Linked DNA regions of Columba livia: region 1 is linked to region 2. Evidence: chromatin contacts called from public Hi-C data. All regions are on one chromosome and are shown on one strand. Each heading gives the region's core, a stretch centred on a gene start, on an enhancer-like site or on the middle of the called end of the contact. The rest is flanking DNA. Distances are from core to core; before and after follow the strand shown. Region 1 holds the start of PRKCE (protein kinase C epsilon). Region 2 overlaps PRKCE (protein kinase C epsilon).

The links. A called contact is a pair of places that touch in the nucleus more often than the background predicts.
Region 1: a Hi-C map of crop shows a contact between it and region 2, with 4 times the contacts expected there. The contact joins the promoter of PRKCE here to the enhancer-like site in region 2. A contact is called at or near these places in 2 of 2 Hi-C or Micro-C datasets (crop and liver).

Annotation. Positions count from the first base shown.
Region 1 is chr3:92,379,005-92,381,704 of bColLiv1.pat.W.v2, forward strand. PRKCE (protein kinase C epsilon) reads right to left here and starts at 1,410. Exons shown (of 15, transcript XM_005510783.4): 1 at 322-1,410. The coding sequence starts at 669.
Region 2 is chr3:92,241,310-92,244,009 of bColLiv1.pat.W.v2, forward strand. The region is part of intron 2 of PRKCE (protein kinase C epsilon); the gene reads right to left. It overlaps LOC135579105 (a long non-coding RNA gene), which reads right to left. Exons shown (of 2, transcript XR_010471562.1): 2 at 1-2,700. Among named protein-coding and RNA genes, the nearest start is that of PRKCE, 140 kb to the right of the region's middle. Within about 2 kb of position 1,437, at least 1 of the 3 cell types and tissues checked has an H3K27ac peak away from gene starts, as active enhancers do.

The DNA.
Region 1 (2,700 bases), core at 160-2,659, 140 kb after region 2:
ATGGACTTGGTTAGGGTTTTCCAAACACAATAAGATAACTAGACTTGTATTTACGGAAGATAATTTCAGAAACTCAAGCGGTAATTATACATCTCTTACTTAGATTCAGCATATTTTTCTTTCCTCCCTTGCCTGTAGACCACATGCATTAGATATACAGTAACCATGACTATCTCCATATAACAAAGCGTGGAAATAACGAAAAGCCTTCAGAGCCATTACATGCCCTTGGCAACCCAGCTCTGCAAGACAGATGTTGCATCGAGGGCCATGGCACTCAAAAGCATATGTACAGGCTGTATCTACAGCGTGAACACTCACCCAGTCCTCGAAGTGGCGGCTCCCGTTCTGCAGCAAGTCCTCAAACTGTATAGTGCAGTTAGCTACAAAATCGTCGTACCCAATGGGGGCATCATGGAAAACAGCCATCTCTATCTTCCTGCCATTACAAACGTCAGTGACAAATTCATCGTTCCAAGCAGGACTGTTGGTCTTTTGCTTGGTCGAGGTCTGTCCGATCCTGGAGTCGTCCACATTGAGGGCTATGTAAGGGTCCAGCAAAAAGGTCTGTGGCCTGGGACCCACCGCATGCCTCAGAGACCACGCTGTGGGTTTCAGATTCACCGCCTCACAGATCTTGATTTTCAGCAAGCCATTGAAAACCACCATGGCTGGATGGCTGCACGTTTCCCGAGATTAAACACTCACACAACGCACTCGCACCAGGAGGGAGGGAGGAAGGTCTCGCCAATAAATAGGAGGGCAGGTCTGGGAATGGGCGAGCAGGATACAGTGCGGGTCTCTTCGCTTTGCTGCTGCTGTTACCTTTGATTATTTAGCCTTTGCTCTTGCGACACCCAGTGAATACATTTATTTTCTCGCCCGTGTTTCTAACGGAAAACAAGGGAGGGGGGCCGCCGAGGAGGGGGAGGCGTCCGCGGCTGCAGAAACCCCCGAATGCAATCAAAACCCGAGCATAACAGATCCTTGGGGTGAGCAAGAGCCTTCTCCCTTCACCGAGACCATAATCCTGGATCAGTCTTTGCAGAGGAGGCAGAGCCGCGACCCCAGGCTCCTGCACACGCCAGCCCTGCCCGTGCGCCGCACAACAATACACACACACACACAAATCAGAAACACCGGCCGACCCACCAGCCCTGCCTACTGCACAGCCTCCGCTCAGCAAACATCCAGCCGGGGACCTTCCATCCGCGCCGCAGCACGGAGCCGCCCGTCCTGTGCCGCCTCCTCCTCCTCCTCCGCCGCCGCCCAGGCCAAGGACCCAGCGCAGCGACCCCCGCGCATTGGGGGGCGCCGGCAGCGGAGCGGGCCGCGCGGGTCTCGGCGGGCTCCGGGCTGGGCGGCCGCCGCCCTGGCGATGGGCAGAGCCGCCGCCTCCCTCCCTCCCTCCCGCCGGCCGCCCCTCGCCCGCCTCCCGCCGGCCGCCTCCTTCCCTCCTTCCCTCCCTCCGCGCCGCCCGCAGCCCCAGCCCGCCTGCCGGTGCCGCTCCGCCGCCCGCGCCAGTGCAGGAAATGCGCAAAAGACGTCAGTGTGTGTGTGTGTGTGTGTGTGTGTGTGTGTGTGTGTGTGTGTGTGTGTGCGCGCCGGCAGCCCCGTCCCTGCGTGCGTGTTTGTGTGTGTGTGCTAGTGTGCAGAAAGTTTTGCCGGCGGGGGGAGCAGCGCGGTGCGGCCCGCCCGGCCTTGGGGTCGGGACCCCCGCGGGCCGCGCTCGCCGCCCCTCCACACCCGCCGGACGGGTGTCCGCGACGGCCTTGCCCCGCCCGGCCGCCCTCCTTCTTTCCTCCTCACAGGATAAAGTGGGGACCCAAGTGTGGAAACACTCCGGGCCGTAAATAGCCCGCCTGGCTTTATTGACGTGCTACCCCCGCGGTAGCGACTTCCCCCGCACCGGGCACCGCAGAGCTGCCCGCCCCGCGCCCTCCTCCCGTGACAGCACCGACGCCAGGACCCCCCCGCCGCTCCCGGCCCGGCCCGCGCCGCCAACCGGCGCCCCCACTCCCGTCCCCTCCCCGCCGCCCCCGCGGCACAGACACCGCTACGTCAGCGGGGCCGGCCCGGAGGAAGAGTTTCCCCGCGGTGCGAGAGCGCCGGGAAGTGCCGGCCGCCGCCAGGATAGGCGGCCTCCCGGGGCCCGGCCCGGCCCGCGGCCGCGCTTCCCTCGGCCGGGAGGCGCTGCGCGGGGCGGCGGCCCGGAGCGGCAGAGAACCCCGCTGAGCGGCGGTCTGCCCGGGCGGGGGTCGCTGGCGGCCCCTTGGCGCGCTGCGGATCACCTGGTCCCAACGTGCCCCACCTCAGCCCCTCGGCGCCCGCCGCCTGCCCGCTGGCCCTGGCTGGACACGGCGAGGGTGCTGAAAGGGGAAAAAGAAAAATACTCCGAAAGGGTGAAGGGGTGTGCTTGCTGTGTTACTGAACGTTATCTACACGTCATGCAAGATTTCAGTCAGTTTCACTACCGCGGTACCAAACACTGTTAAAATACCAGGAAGCGTAGTGCAGCCTGGCCTTCTCCTCCTCAAGAGAAACATACTCAGGATCTAGATGTTTTCCTTTGGCAAAAATTATTGTTGCCTTGTTTATTTTAGTTACTGATTTTTACCAGCCTTTTGTGAGAAAGGCATTGGGAAAGGGATGGACGTTGCCCTATGAGGGGATTTGAATTCGCTATAATACCACTGGCTG
Region 2 (2,700 bases), core at 187-2,686:
AATCAAAAGACAAAACAAAAACAACCCCAACTACAGTGATTTTCCACCACTTTTTTTCCCCTTCAGTTTCTGGAATTTTGCTCTAGCTTCTATTACTGCTAACCACAAAACTGAACTTCCCTTCATGCTTCTAGTTTCACCATGAGGCTTTCTAATAATCTTATTACCTGTGCTCCTTCCTTTTTGGTCTTTTGGAACACATTATTCACCACCACAGCACACTCAGGAGAGGCAGAGGAGAGGAAAAATAATTTCCAGCAGCACAATCAAGTATCATTTAAATGACATGAAGAAACATTTGGGATTTTTTGTGTGGAATGATGTATTGTCACTATGCCAATTTAAATCATTCATAGGAAGTCCACATTTTACATTCCCAGAAATTCATGACATTTTTCAGCAGTCAGCTCTATTAGACTAATGTAATAACACTACCAGCCACCATGCATAAGTCATAAGTAGTACGATTGGATTTGTCTGCTCATTGCATTTTCAATTTGAAGAATAGTCATATTATTCAATTGCAAATATCTTTTTTGTCTAAATACTCTATTGTTACACTTAGTTGGAGCTGGGACAGCAGCATCGAACACTAAGGAGGAATGGAAAAGGTTATTTCTATTGTATTGGTATACAATCAAATTCCTAAATTTGGAGAGGTGTTCTACCTTACTACAGCACTGAAAAAAACAAAGTCTCATCTGCTTATGATACTGTTATGAGTGGCACAGTCACCAGAAATATTTTGAACTGGCAAAATTAGTTAAATTTTTCCAAATGTTTAGTTGCCAAGTTTATAAGAAAGAGAGCTTTGTAGTGGTCCAAAAAGGATGGCAAGTACAATGTAAGTGCTTGTCTACATGGAGAAGCAAGTTGGAACGGCTGTTCTACAGCAGCTCCCACCACAGATGCTCTTATTTCAGAAAAAGTGCTTTTTTTACACATTAAAAAAGAGCAGAAGGCAAGGCACCCTGAGGCTTTGGCTGTGTGGAGCAATACAACCCTCATAAAGACTCAATGTGAAAGAGTTACTGTTTTCCAATATGTACACTAGAGTATTTCATACGGTTTTTCTTTCTCCTCCCTTTCCTTTCATCCAGTTGGCAACTCTTAAGTGATTTATAGGGATTGATCAGATTGAACAATGTAGATAAGAGATGGCGCCAGGACTTGAACAGAAGAGGCTTCAACCTTCTGATCCAGGAGACCTGTCCAGTGTGATTTCAGACAGGCCATACAACATTGCTGTCATAGCTAAAAAATAAAGATAACTTTTTTTTTTCCAAAAAATGGTTTAGACGTAGATTTGGTCTGCAATCTTTAAAAAAAAAAAAAAAAAAAAAGTAAACCCACGAAAACAAACAAACAAACAAAAAACCAAAAAACCAAACCCACTGATAAGGGATAAATAGGAAATAATTTAATTTCTTTTGAACCTTGGTAAAAAAAAAATAAGGTAATTTTTTTTCCCCAAAACCACTCCTTACGTTTAAAGACAGTAAGAGCTTTTTTGCTTTTATATAACTGGTTCCAGAGGCATTTGATTCCTTTTCCTCCAGCTAGTGAAACCATGTATGTACACTTTGAATCCAAGAGTACCCAAGGGAGAAAGAGAGCATAACAGTCCTGTCTGTATCTTAAATAACTCGCTCATTTCTCAAAATTGTTAGCCTCTCCAACCATCTGAAACAATAAGCAAGCTGAATCCCTTTATTTTTACATGACATGCAAGTGTTCTTTGCCTTGATTTTTCTGAAATCCTCAAACAGAATAGCCCTCAGGGCACGGGCCAGGGCCTTACAGGAAAGCAAAATAACAAATAAAACTACAGAGGACTGCATTATGTAGTGCGCTTCACCAGCAAAGGTCAGGGTTTGGGCTGTGGTTGTGTCTCCCTAATAAGCTGGGATGACCTCAGGTGGAGGGGGTTCATAATTCACACGAATGGGCATCTCTTCCCCAAGACCTTGCCATAGGCACATACAAACCAGTGATACATGCAAATAATGTTGTAAACAATACATATAGATAGAAGGGTTTCAGAATTTTTATTTAAATTGCAATTATTATAGAAAACTGGTAGCAACTGAAGAAGCTAAAATATTATCAGAAGTGTGACTAATAGTATTTAAACTGACTGCATTTGAGAATAAGCATGCATCTTGGGTTTTTCCCACTTTGGTGGCAGATTGGTAACCAACCTCATGTTTTATGCTGTCATTTGCAGGGACATCTGCAGATGTTGGAGCAGCCACCAGAGGGCTCCCATATTTTTCCCATTCAGGTTAAAAAATTGTTGAGATTAAGAAAAAATTAAAACTATAAATTTTTGCCTTACAAGTTTAAAAAGAAGAATAGAAAGACAGAAAATAACAGACCATTATGGTGATCTTAGTAGGATACTTGGTAGCAGAAGAGATTTTTTGAGAACAGATAAAAATGCCCAGATTTTGAAGGTTACTTTAATGCCCATGTTCACATGTGTATCACTAAACAAAACAGCTCAGAAACTAAGCCTAATTATTATGTCACCTGGGACACAGTCTGTCTAGGGAATACCTAAAAATTACTTTTAAAAGAAGTCTAGGGGGGGAAAAAAATCACATAAAAACCCTCCACAACAACAAAAACCTACACAGAACAAAACCTCACCTACAACAGAGCCAAGAAACCCCCAAAGTGCAAAGGAAAACTTCATAG